Regions from separate parts of the Mus musculus genome. Here region 1 is linked to region 2. The links are chromatin contacts, called in public Hi-C maps. All regions are on one chromosome and are shown on one strand. The core of a region is the stretch at or near the end of the contact, and the rest is flanking DNA. Distances in the headings are between cores, read along the strand shown.

Evidence for each region. A called contact is a pair of places that touch in the nucleus more often than the background predicts.
Region 1: a contact with region 2 is called in a Hi-C map of rod photoreceptor, with 2.4 times the contacts expected there. The contact joins the enhancer-like site here to the promoter of A930011G23Rik in region 2. A contact is called at or near these places in 2 of 484 Hi-C or Micro-C datasets (nephron progenitors and rod photoreceptor), 1 of 115 datasets of contacts at active chromatin or transcription factors (neural tube) and 2 of 9 other capture datasets (liver and pancreatic islet).

What each region holds. Positions count from the first base shown.
Region 1 is chr5:99,769,664-99,776,699 of GRCm38.p6, reverse strand. No RefSeq gene overlaps it. Among named protein-coding and RNA genes, the nearest start is that of Gm38413, 19 kb to the right of the region's middle. Within about 2 kb of position 3,244, at least 7 of the 459 cell types and tissues checked have an H3K27ac peak or open chromatin away from gene starts, as enhancers often do. A contact at or near this core is called in rod photoreceptor, where this site is marked.
Region 2 is chr5:99,727,714-99,734,110 of GRCm38.p6, reverse strand. It overlaps A930011G23Rik (RIKEN cDNA A930011G23 gene), which reads left to right and starts at 5,051. Exons shown (of 4, transcript NR_030692.1): 1 at 5,051-5,367. Gm38413 (predicted gene, 38413) reads left to right here. Exons shown (of 12, transcript NR_131054.1): 10 at 1,821-1,913; 11 at 2,362-2,434; 12 at 3,080-3,257.

The sequences.
Region 1 (7,036 bases), core at 1,995-4,494, 44 kb before region 2:
AACAGTCAGGGTTAGGCCTGGCTCAGGCTAGTCCTTGTCAGTCATGTGGAAGGTATAGAGTTCAATTCTGTCATTGTGAATCTTTTTTTTTTTTTTAAAGATTTGTTTATTTATTTGATGTATGTGAGTACACTGTAGCTGTCTTCAGACACACCAGAAGAGGGCATCAGATCCCATTACAGACGGTTGTGAGCCACCATGTGGATTCTGGGAGTTGAACTCAGGACCTCTGGAAGAGCAGCCAGTGCTCTTAACCGCTGAGCCATCTCTCCAGTCCCCATTTATGAATCTTAACTTGCATAAAATATTTAGAGCTTCTTGAGACTGATCTGAGACGTTCAAAGTGAACTCATAATATGTTGTACATAACATATGGTATATAATATATAACATATAAATAAAGGGCATTTACAACATAGGCAGTCCAAATGGGGGCTAGAACAAGCTCTCATTGGTAATTCCATGGTTTTGAACCTATGTTGATTTTTCATTTTCTGTGCTTGATAAACGTCAGACACCAGATGCCACCCCAGACTAACCACCAATTTTCATGGTAGGGCTTGAACCCAAGGTGCAATAATCCTAGGTGTGTTTTTTGTTGCAGATTCCTGTACTCTACATCTTGCCTCCAAGATGGGAATACCAGAGAGCGGGCCCTTGGGCTCTGCAGATTGTTTGAAAGCCAGCAGCGCACACTTTCTGAGATACAGCTCACCTCGATCCTTCTGAGCAGGCATTATGAGCACTGGCTAGTATCAGAGTGGACTGAAGGGACACGCATCCTTCAAGGCAAAATGTGACGATGAGTGGAAGGTGTGGTTTGCTATCAGAAATAGGTAACTTGGTCCGGTTCATGTTACAAAGACGGTGAGAGTCAAGGAGGCTGACGCTGGGTGGGTCAGGGCTCCTCGGTCTATGGGAACGCGTTACCTGGGAAGGAGATGAAGCAGTACTGAAGCGGCAGAGCGTCTCGTCACAGGGAATTGTCGTCTTGACTCTTAAATGGGAGGGTTTTTAGAGTGTGATATTGACCTTGAACAAAACTACACAGGGAAGTTGGCTGTTCTGAAGGCCGTGGACTATGTCTGAGCTCCCGCCAGGCTCAGCTGCTGCTCTGTAGGGCTCCTGGCTTTGAGCTAGCCAGTCCGTCTGCCAGTGCAGCAGAGCAGGCAAGACTGCAGGAAAACGGCAGTGCCAAACGCATGCGCAGCTGACCTCGCAAACCTCAGTGCACCAAATGAACATTCATCCCATGATCCCTCTTCACGCATTTCCAACCCACACGGTGCCGTTCTAAGAATTATCTAAGTACATTTCCACGCTCTCATCCAGTCCCTCTCTCTGTAAACGAGAGCAGCAGCATGTCCACTGTCCCTCCCCCATCCTTAGCTAGTAACTGCTGATAAAGCAGTTACTCTGAAAGTGTATCCTCCACTCTAACAGAGGATTTACTGTCTGTGATGTACTTACAGGACATATTGAAAAGAGACATTGGATTCATCCCAAGAAATCTACACGTTGCTTAGAAATGGGGGAATACGCGAACACCATTCATTCTAAGAGGTCTTCGTCTCTGGTGCGCTGCCCATGGTCCCCATGAACAAACCACAGGCTTGTGGCTCCCTTGCTCCCACATCTAGGTTTTCCTGTCTGGATACAAGAATTCTGAAATGCATCTAGCCAAAGGGAGTCAGTCGTGGGTTATGGACCAACGCTGAAGAAGCAAAGGCAGAAGCTGTGTGAAGAGTGCTGGGGGCCGGGGGAGCACAGCATGGCTGCCTGGCTTGCTTTCCACTTCCACTGGAACATCCCATGCTGTAAGGCGGCACAGTACCACTGAGCTCGGACACGCTCACACTCAAAGGGTTGTCTGGATGGGGCTCCTCTCTTCTGCTCACATCTACTCTCTCTCTGCCATGAGTTCAGCTCCATTCTAGATGGGGACTGGGGCCCTTCCACCTGGGTCTTTCATAGGTCCCACGGAGCTGTGCTGATCTGTACTAGATGTAGCTTGAAGGGGTCAGGGGGAAGGACACCTCCATCGCTTAAGCCTCTGCCATATAATCTCAGAATCCTCACCGATGTACGGGATCACACGCCCTTGGCGACAGAATCAACCACTAATGAATTGTCTGTGGTCACCAACACAGTGGAAGTTAGCCACACAGCTAGTCACACAGTCCGTGTTCTCTAGGAGCTGGCAGGCCTGAGGCACAGAGCAGGTAGGAAGGAGGTTCCGTGGCAGGCCTGGCCTGGTAAGAGCCTTTTTTCCTTCCCAATTCCTGTTCTGGTTTCTATAGCCAGGTCCAAAGCTAGGTAGCTGCGGCTTTCGGCAGCCACAGGTTTAGACCCCACTGCACCGTTTTCTTATCTGCTGGACTTATCAAATTACATAAGGAATCTGTGCTGATTACAACGAATCATTTAACACAAAAATAGAGAAAGAAAGCTTTTTATTTTCTCTTCTCTTTCCCCGACCAAACCCACTCCTAAGAAACTAGTTGTAAAAATTTGCTTACTTACCATCTTACTCTGAACACGACTTTGTCAGGGATATGCATCTAGTCGGTTATTAGACCTAAGCAGACGTAATTGGATTATTTAGTTATTAATAGTGCCCTTTGTTGAATGGTTAGCGTGTTCAAATCATTCCTACAAAGCTTTGCTTGTAGTTAATCCCTTTATCAACTCTGTGAAGTAATCTTGGGTATTATCAGCATTTTTGTTTGTTTGTTTGTGTTTGAGAAAATGGAGACCCAGATAAGTCTGTAGTCTGTGAGAGTCCCCTGCTCAGGTTCACACCATCCAACCTACTTACTGCAGTAGTCAATAGGTGAAAGATTAGTCAACCATTTCCAAACTGAGGTAACTGAAGTGTTTTCCCCGACACTGCCAGAATGGTTGAAATAACAGCACCGATTCCTTTGTTTCTTTCAAAAAGAATCTCACCTTGATTTTCCACCATGTCTGATTCGGGAGATCCTCAGTGACTTTGAAAGTCCGATTTAGGCAAAGGGCCACTGTTACTGTAATCCTTACTCCTAGTAAGAAATCAGGGCTTCACGAGATCCTCTGAAATGCTCAGTCTACTATGTGACAGGCAGGGTGGAGAGTCTGGCTCCAGGCAACCCAGCCCCCATTTAGAAACAGGAAGAAGTGAACTGGAAGGGGTTTTCTCCCCCTAGATGTGTCAGATGCAATCACGCCGCATGGCTTTATGAAGCGAAGTGAGATATTTGTTTTGATTGCTCACTGATGAAGAATACACTCTGATGCACAATCTTGACAGACATCTAGGGCAGCTACCCTACTGTACAAATCTGGGTCAGGGTTGCTTATTTCTCTCTAACGCAGCCATGTCATTTCATTATGCAAAGCGGTCCTCGGCTGGGTCTGTATGATTGGCTGCTTCATCTTCGGCATTAATATCGTAGGGACCCCAGCAGTTGTCAGTGTTATTGCCCGGCGAATTGTAATGTCTTTCTCCTCGTTGTTCAGCGTAGAGTTTAGAAATGCAATTAGCTGGATCCTCTCTTGGAAAATGGACATACTGTCTGAATAGTAAATATGTTATGCTAAAAATAATTCTTGGAGGTATTTGAGGTAAAGCATCAGCCAGAACCCCTTCTGTTGCTTGAAATGGTGGTTTTATAAAAGTTAAAAATGGTTTAAGTGGAAATAATTTTCAGAATCCCAGAAGATACCTTTTGAAAATGAGATAGAAAAGCTCTCCAGGGTAAGTATTTATCGTCAGATCACCACAGGCGAGCGAGCTACCACATGAAAACTACCATGCAGAAGACTTGGCCACTTGAGGTAAACCATGCAATACAATGTGCCAGGGAAATGTTAGTGGTCCCCCAAAACCAGATAGGAGCACATTTGATGCAACTCACAGCAGGGTCTTTATTCTATTCGAGTTAGCACCCCCCCCCCCAATAAACTGCCATCATGCAGGACGGTTTTGGGGTGTGTGTGTGTGTAGCCCCAAATGTCTATCAGGGCAATGTTTTATTGTAAGCAGCAAGCAGGAAGTACGTGTGCAAGCATCTAATTGGAAAACTCCTGTGGCCTTTAACATAATTGGCTGGTGTTGGGAGTCATATCATAAACTTAACTTCTGCTCCTCTCTGCATTGGTGGTCATTAGGCAGGGGGTGGGCTTGTAACCTGGGGGGTGCAGATTTGTTGGGGGGGAATAACCTGGAGACTGGTTTTGTTGAGAGTGTATCCTGGAAATGCTGGTCTTGCTGGCTTTTGTGGGAGGTGGGGGTGGGGGTGGGGGTGGGGGGAGGGGCAAGTTGGAAACTAATGCTAGGTACCAGCCTGTTAGTTTATCTGAGTTTAAACTTAGGTCGGGTTCTCTAAAACGGAGTCTGAACTTAAAAGATCTGGCCTCTCAGTAGAAAACAGAATAGCACACACCAAGAGGGGACATCTTGCGCTGACTGAGAGTAGAAGTAAGGGGCTGATAATCCTGTGCCTCCCTTTACGCGCTGGCTTCTAGAATGTGTAAGCTTTGTGATCACCGATGGCCACTTTATATAATATCCAAGACCTGAAAAAAATGATAATTACATATGGCAACTTTCTAGATTCACACATATTGTAATGGATACACACACACACACACACACACACACACACACACACACACACACATGTTTTACATGACAAATGCATAGTTTTTATTGTCAAATACATACGTGAATAAATAAATTAGGAAAAATGTCAGTGACATGTACAAGAACTACTGACAGCAGGGGAGTGTGGCCTCTGTGCTGTGCTGTGAGTTTGCCTGTCTCCTCTCTGTGTCCCAGCTTGTTCTGCTCGTGGTTCTGTTAATGGAGGGGAAGGGCATATTGATATGAAGCCTCACTCTTTTTTTTTTCTTTTTCCAATTTTTTATTAGGTATTTTCTTTATTTACATTTCAAATGCTATCCCGAAAGTCCCCTATACCCTCCCCCAACTCTGCTCCCCTACCTACCCACTCCTGCTTCTTGGCCCTGGCATTCCCCTGTAATGAGGCATATAAAGTTTGCAATACCAAGGGGTCTCTCATCCCAATGATGGCCAGCTAGGCCATCTTCTGCTACATATGCAGCTAGAGATATGAACTCTGGGGGGGGGGTACTGGTTAGTTCATATTGTTGTTCCACCTATAGGGTTGCAGACCCCTTCAGCTCCTTGGGTACTTTCCCTAGCTCCTCCATTGGGGGTCCTGTGTTCCATCCAATAGGTGACTGTGAGCATCCACTTCTGTATTTGCCAGGCACTGGCATAGCCTCACAAGAGACAGCTATATCAGGGTCCTTTCAGCAAAATCTAGCTGGCGTATGCAATAGTGTCTGCATTTGGTAGCTGATTATGGGATGGATCCCCAGGTGGGGCAGTCTCTAGATGGTCCATCCTTTCGTCTCAGCTCCAAACTTTGTCTCTGTAACTCCTTCTATGGGTATTTTGTTCCCAATTCTAAGAAGGGGTGAAGTATCCACACTTTGGTCTTCCTTCTTCTTGAGTTTTATGTGTTTTGCAAATTGTATCTTGGGTATTCTAAGTTTCTGGGCTAATATCTACTTATCAGTGAGTGCATATCATATGAGTTCTTTTGTGATTGGGTTACCTCACTCTGGAAGATACCCTCCAGATCCATCCATTTGCCTAGGAATTTCATAAATTCATTGTTTTTAATAGCTGACTAGTACTCCATTGTGTAAATGTATCACATTTTCTCCCTTAAAGCATATAGGCTTCTGTAAGTTCTACTGCATTCACAAGGATGTAAGGGATGCAAGAACCATTTTGACTGAGGTGTGGTCTCTGGTGCACACTCTTCATCAGCAAGAGCCTACTGATGTGTTTTTGGGGTGCTCCCTGCAACACTCTTATTTTATGTATGCAGAAGACCTGACGCAGAGCCTCAGAGGCCCTGTGCTTGCTGCTTGAATATCTGTGAGGTCATATGAACTTTGCTCATGGTGATTCAGAGGGCCATGTTCTCTTGGTGTCCTCCACCCATCCCCTCTGGCTCTTACACTCTTCCTCCTCTTCCTCGAGGTTCCTTGATCTCTGAGGGGAGGGCTTTGATGGAGACCTTCCATTTAGTCTCTCTCTCTCTCCTTCTCTCTCAGCATAATGTGTGTTGTGAGTCTCTGCATCTGTTGCCATCTGCTGCCTGAGGAAGGTTCTCTGTTGATGGCTGAATTAGGCACTGATCTAGAGTATAGCAGAATGCTATTAGGGCTCGTTTTATTGATTATTTTTAAAGACCAGTAGTGTTGGGTTTTACCCTAGGTTTCTGAACTATCTTGTGTGTGGTTCTTGGTTCCCCAAGCAGTATCAGGCCTGGGTTCCATCTTGCGGAGAGGGCCCCAAGTCAAACCAGACGTTGGTTGACTGCTCCCCCAAGCTCTGTGCCTCCTTGCCTCAGCTTACTTCTCAGGCAAGGTGGGTTGTAGGACGATGGTGTATGACTGAGCTGGTGTTTATACTTCTTTGGTAGCTGCAAAGTACCTTCCCCCGCCAGAGACACGAGAACATGGCGGTGAAAGCTCTGTATAGGCACCAGCTGGATTTCTCCATGTTCAAAGAGTTGTGTGGGTGTTGCCCTCAGCCAGGTTCTCTGTGTATATGTTAAAGCTTTTAGCTTAGAATGGTTGTGGGTCTCCTGACTGTGAGAAGGAGTGGGCCTGAGTCTTGTGCCTGCTCTTGGGACTCTTTTCCTTCTGTTGGCTCGCTATGCCTAACTTCCATGTGAGGACTTTGTTCTGTCTGATTGTACTTTATGTTGCCATGTTTGGCTGCTGTTACTAGAAAACACTGTTATTTAAATGGTAGTTTAAAGTAGTGTTTGGTTTTGCCCTAATAAATAATGGCTGTTTTCACTAGAAAAGCCCATTCTTTTCTAACAAAGGGAGGAGATCTGGAGGGTGAGGGAAGGTGGCTAAGAACAGGGAGGAGTAGAGGGAGGGAAAACTATAATTAGGATATATTGTATAAGAAAAGAATATTTTCAATAAAAATGACTTTTATTTT
Region 2 (6,397 bases), core at 3,802-6,301:
CATGTGTTATATGCAGGTAAAACATCTGTTCACATAAAATTAACAGCAACCCAATGGAAGAGTTAGGGGAAGGACTGAAGGAGCTGAAGGGTTTTGCAACCCCATAGGAAGAACAACAATTATTAGCCAACCAGACCCCCCAGAGCTCCCAGGGACTAAATAACCAACCAAAGAGTACACAGGGAGGGACCCATGGCTCCAGCTGCATATATAGCAGAGGATTGCCTTATCTGGCAACACTGGGAGGGTAGACCCTTGGTTTTGTGGAAACTCAATGCCCCAGAGAAGAGGGATGCTAGAGGAGTGAGGCAGGAGTGGGGGGGGGGCACTCTCTTAGAGACAAAGGGAAGGGAGGATGGGGTGGTGGTGGTGGTGGAGGGGAGACCAGGATGGGGACAATATTTGACATGTAAATAAATAAAATAACCAATTAATAAAAACATTAACAGCAACAACAACTAAACAAGAGAGGTTTGTTTGTTTGTTTACTGTGTGTGTGTGTTTGAGGAAGGGTCTCACATAACCTAGGTTGACCTGAAATCCACTATGTCCTTAGTGATGACCTTGGACTCTGGATCCTGTTGTCTCCGCCTCTCAAGTGCTGGGATATCACAGGTGCCCCCTGGCCTGGGTGATAGTTCTCTTTGACACTGGAGACTCTGAAATCCCAGGGTGGGGTGAGGGGGCACTGACAATAGTTGGACTGTTGCTCTTATGGTGAAGGTGAGCTCTGTATCACGGTTTCGGTGCCGTCGTTAGCACCTCTTCCCAGCCATGCATGTGCTTTGATGATGCTTTTGATGCTTTTGATGGGGCAGCTTTCGTTGGGTTAGTTGGCTCATTCCAAGTGTTTCAGAAAGATGATGACATCTTAAATCAGGATTAACATGAGATCGCTTTTCAAATGCCTGAGTTCTTATTGAATAGGACCAGAAGGGAGCTTTTGGGTACACTGCAGGGATCAAAAAACCAAACCAAACCAAAACAAAAACAAACAAAAAAAAACCAAAACCAAAACCAAAACCAAAAAAACCCACAACCTAAAAACTCAGAAACACGTGAAAAAGAAAGCGAAAGTGATCCCCAGCCCCCAGGACATTCTGATGCCATTTACTGTGCTTTCTCCATTTTGCCACATGGACTTGCAAGCTTGCTATGGATTCAGGACACACTGACACATGGCTTACTTTCACTCTCTGACATCATCTGAAGACATTTTCTAGATCATTAAATATGATTTTCAAGCACAGTTGCTTCTAAGCCTCTGAACCATAATGCATTGACCAATCGCTCATGGTTGGATTTCAGATGGCTTGCACGATTTGGTTTTGTAATGCTGTGGCGAGGGACTTTGTCCAGTTGTCCACTGGCCCATTTAGTAATCAGCGCTTATGGAGTATTGTAATACTGTGCCTAGATTAGAGCCAGAAGGTAAGCATATATGATTAATCATAATCCTTCCAGTGGATAACATGTATTCCTATCACTCAATCCATGTTCTTGGTGAATATAGCTATGAAAGTCATCTGAATACAATAATCACTATAATAAATCAGTGTAACTTTATAGCATTCACTGATGGAATTCTTACACAGTATGTATTGCTAGCCTCTCCATTGAGGTGAGGAAGTGGGGCTTTGGAGACTGGTAGCTACTTGTTGGAGAAGCCCCACTGTTAACATGAGCGTTCATACCCAACTCTAGGCTCCCCCACTTACCCTGGTGCTCACTAGAGTAGCAGAAAAGTCTCGCTTGACCCTAAATGTGGGGAACAATTTAAAATGCACTGTCTTAGAATAATTCTCTGATTACTCCCTTAGGGTCAATGCTAACAAGTGAAACACTGGCTTAAAATATGAATCTGCTCTCTATCAAATGCTCGTGCAGTCTTTAAAGGAGAGGAGGCAGAGGAGGTAGAGGTGGTATTATTTCCCTCCCCTTCCTTCCCCCTTTCCCTCCCTCATTCCCTCTTCCCTCTCCCCTTTCCATTCCTCCCTATCTTTCTCTTCTTTCCTTTCCTTACTCTTTTCCCTCCTTCCCTCCCTCCTTAACTCCCCCTCTCCACTTCCTCCATCTCTTCCTCTTTCCCTTCTTTCCTCCCCTTCTCCCCTCCCTCCATCTCTTCCTTCCCCCCTTCCTTCTCTACCTCTCCCTTCTACCTCTCCCTTCCTACATCTCCCCCCCCCCCCTTTTTTTTGTCCTGAGTCTCTGTCCTTGCGTTACTAGTGACAGTAAGAAACAGCTGTGGCAGTGATTCTAGCCAGGGCTTGGCCTTGCATGTTGTTCATGCTGTCCAGGATGGGCTAGTGCACAGCCACCTTTCAGACGTGATTATTTCTTCCTGCTTCTGCCTGATGCAAGACATCGAAGAGGAGAGGATCTGGGAAGGAGAGGATCTGGGAGGATGGAGTCTAGATCACAAGGGAACATACAGGTGAGATCACAAGAAAATGCCTGTTCAGGAGAAGTCACCAAGGTTGGTTTCTTATTTCAGTTAGGACTTAGTACCCTGTCCCATCTATCAACTAGTAATGTATGGCAAGCTACTGTGGTATACTGTCTGTCCTCTTGTTACCACTCCTGGTCTCCATCCCCCAAATGATTGCTATCTGTCACCTGTCCTGGTGCCCACCTTCCAACGGTGTAGTAGGGAGTAATGCTCAATGTCCCATCATTCCAGCTGTCCTAGATGCATTGCTGACTTTGACACTAACCTGCTACATGGTCTGGACATCTTTTTCAATCTCTGGTGCTCACTTTTAAAATAGGGTCTAGCCATGTTGAAGTGACCATGTGCAGGGTAAAAAGAGCCCCAAACCTACCCTTTGTTAAGTTCTTTCCATAGGCACGACAAAGTAAAGCAATGTTAACTACATGCCTGTATTGTAGCCAAAATAGGCTGTGGTAAGAGCAGTCTACACACCTGGGATCTTCACTGCTGGTGTTTCTTCTGTGGTTGACATTGCACTCACTGTTATGAACTTGTCTAAGCAGTTAACTTTAAGATAAAAAGGCATTAGGATTAAGGTACAAGCCCTTTCAATGCAAATGTTTTTTCTCTGACTCTTGGCCCAAGCAGCCAGAAGCCAGAGAGCTTTGAATCTTTGAAGGACAGAAACCCCATTGCTGTTGGAAGATGGAGAAGGTGACAAGAAGAAGCACAGGCAGCCGGAATATGTCATGGCTTTTAAAAATATTTATTTATAGGAAAACTATAAACCCATGTTTAAATAAACTCTGTTCTTGGTCAGCTTTTCATTGGGACTAAGACGTTTGAGCAACCGTGGTGGGTGTGTTAGAATATCTCTCTCCTCTTTCTCCCTGAGACTGTTGTAGGATCCCATTCTTTGCCAATTAGAGCCCTTACTTTAACTGTCGACACACTCTGAGGCTGAGACTTGAATTTTCGCTGTAGTTCAGCCAACCTTACAATGAGAGTTTCTGTTTGATTTTCTGCAACTTGAGCTCTATTGCTACAAGAGAGAAGATTCTCCTCAAGGACACACTTAGCAACTTTTAGATCGTTTGCTTGTGTCTGGAGACTTTCGATTTTATCACACAACTCCTTCCTTTCATTCATCATTTTTTCCACAGATACTAAGAGCAGCCAGCCAGTAAAATCATTTTCCGATTTTTCCCCATCTTGTAGAAAGCTTTGTGCACTGAATCACCTAATTCATTAAGAAAATCAAGGGCATTAGCTTCTTTAAGTTCGGAATATAGTTTCAACCATGGGTCTTCAAAATTCTCTGAGCTCCCAGGAGGGAGAGAATCTGGAGAGGTTTCAATAGTTGAAAGTGCTGGTGGATCAACAAGCCAATTCCAGTATTTTAAAAGATTCATCCTTGTACTTCTGTTATGCCAGTGAGAGTTGTGGATTGACAGAAAAGTCTAGCCTCACATATTCACCACTTTGCACCCAAATGTCCATTTTCTAGTCACCCCAGCCAGTAAGCATCTACAGTCTGGTCACTGTTGCCCCAGGGTCCCGAAAAGAGCTTGAGAACCAAAGACTTTCCTGGTCTAGTACTTTTATATAAAATCAGGGGACTTAACTTTTTTACTCAAGGGCCCCTGTTGTCCTTTCTGAACCTCTGACATTGGCACAGTTGGGCAGTGTTTTTTTTTTTTTTTTTTTTTTTTTTTTTTTTTTTTTCTTTTCCAAACCACAGCCTGACACCACGTGCAGAGGAGTCTGGGAGTAACTAATGATGGAGCAGATGCTGAAGTATCCCCGCACTTATTGCAGCTCAGGACTTCTCATTTTAAACAAGCTTCAGAGACCACCCATAGTACACTAAGTGAGAGCCACAGCTGTGAGCAGTAAAACTAGACCGAGTGCAATGCTGGCCCCGTGTCTTGAGTCAAAGAGAATTCTGCCAGGTCCAGTTCTTGGACCGCACAACAGGCCGCATCTGCGTGTGTGTCGCAGTGTTCAGGTTCCAGCCTTGCCCATCCTGGGCCGTCCTGGCTGGGAGGCAGGCCAAGGAGAGAGCGATCGCCCTCTCCTCCTCTTTAGTGTTTACTGGTGCAGATCCCACCCAGTGTCAGGGGCTCACGTGTGGCAGGAGCAGGGTTCTTAATCCTGGGTTTGGAACCACCTCCTTTCCTACTGGAAGGGTGGGGCTGGCACGTGCCATTGGGGAGCCCTTGCGGGTAGCTCGAGTTCTGTCGTGGTAACTCGCCAAATGTCTGTGGACCTGGGCTCCCTCCTCTCCCACCTGCATTGTCGCAAATCGGGCAGAAACTAGGGAAGTGGGTCACCTGGGTGAACAGCCCCTCCCGCCTTGGCCGCTAGCTCTCAGCGTGCCCCCCCCGCCTCCCCCCCACCCCCCCCCACCCCCCCCCCCGGTCGCCGGCTTAGGCTCTCACTTGAGGCGTCGCCTGCACTCTACCCTTGGGCGGGCTGGGCTGTCGCTGCTCTGAGCTCCCCGCCGCCCTTGCCCCAGCGCCGCCGCAGGTCGTGCGCCGTTGGCCCTCCCGACACCCCCTCGGCGGGGCCCTTCCCTTTACTACGGCGCTAGTGACATTCAGCTGGTGAGGCTAACGCAGCCCGGGCTCCCGCAGCGCGGAGGCAGGGGCGCCCGCGGCTGTCTGCTCCTCTCACCCGGGCACCTCCCGAGTGGCAGCGACGAGCTCCCTGCAGGCCCAGAGACCCCCGACGGGACGACCTTGGCGGGCGGATCCCCGCCCCCACCCGGGTCCACGAGCTTGGGTCCGCCCTGCCCACCCCAGCTCTGGCACGGGTCGAGGACAGAGGCGGCGAGCGCGAGGGGGACCCTGCCTCCCTGCTCGTATATGGCAAAGTTTCTCGCGGCGCTCCTGGGCTGCACGCTGCCGAGCAAGGGCGCCTCTCCCGTGCTGGAGGTAGGTAGAGGGTGTGTCCTGCAGAGGTGGCTGTGGGCGACAGCTAACAGTCCTGACCCGCCCCTAGGGTCCCCACCACTTGGCAAGTGCGCCTCACCTGGAGGACTTCTGGGGCGGGGCCGGGGAAGGGGAGATGGAAGCCGCCGGGCTTGAATTCTGGTCTCCCCAGACCGCGTTGCGTGTTTTGTTTTTTTTTTTTCTCTTTCCTAGTTGATAGGTGAACATGTTTGTGAATCGCGAGTTTTGCGAGTTATCCCTTGCCTAACAAGCCAGGCACATTTGAAGATGAGCTGTTGCCTGCTCATCCTTCCGCTGTCTACCATGGCTAGCCTAAATGATTAGCAGAAACAATCTGTCAGTCAACAAGGTTCCCACTGTCGTGCTTGCTCTAACCACTCCCTTCCCCCAACCTCCAGCGAGGCGATAAACTCCGTATAAGTTAACTCGTTTCTTCTGGTGGGAGGTACGCCGGGGAAGGGGAGGGGTGTGAGGTGAGACTAACCACATCGCGCCTTCTGAAGGCAGGCACACCTAATTGCTCACACCTCCCCGAGGTAGCAGCGACCCTGCTGCAAGCGGCTTTGCTAGCAGCTGGCTGACTGGCTGGCTGATCCTCTGGGGAAATGGCAGCATCAGCGTTTAATATGAGACCCATATGGGCCACTCAGTACGGACAGTTCTGGGTTGTATGACCCTTCACACTCTACAGTCAGAACAGAGTACCCACTGTCTCTTACCTCGCCCCCCTCAATCCCCCGCCCTCTCCTACAGACTACCTGACAAGCAGGTCAGGACCAGAGGGCTGACTCTGGCCATGTCAACTAGCCTTGCCACCACCACTGTCTCATAACCATCCTGGCAGTCTGAGGTTTCCCTGAGCTGCCTTGGCCTTCAGTCGGCAGTTTCCAGGCTGGCAGAGATATAGACATGGGTTTCTTCTCTCAGTCATGCAGTGGGTTCCTTCAGCAAGGAATTGTTTAGGACCTAAACTCTTAGAGCCTTCCTCAGCTGCCTCTTGGACGCCCTTCAC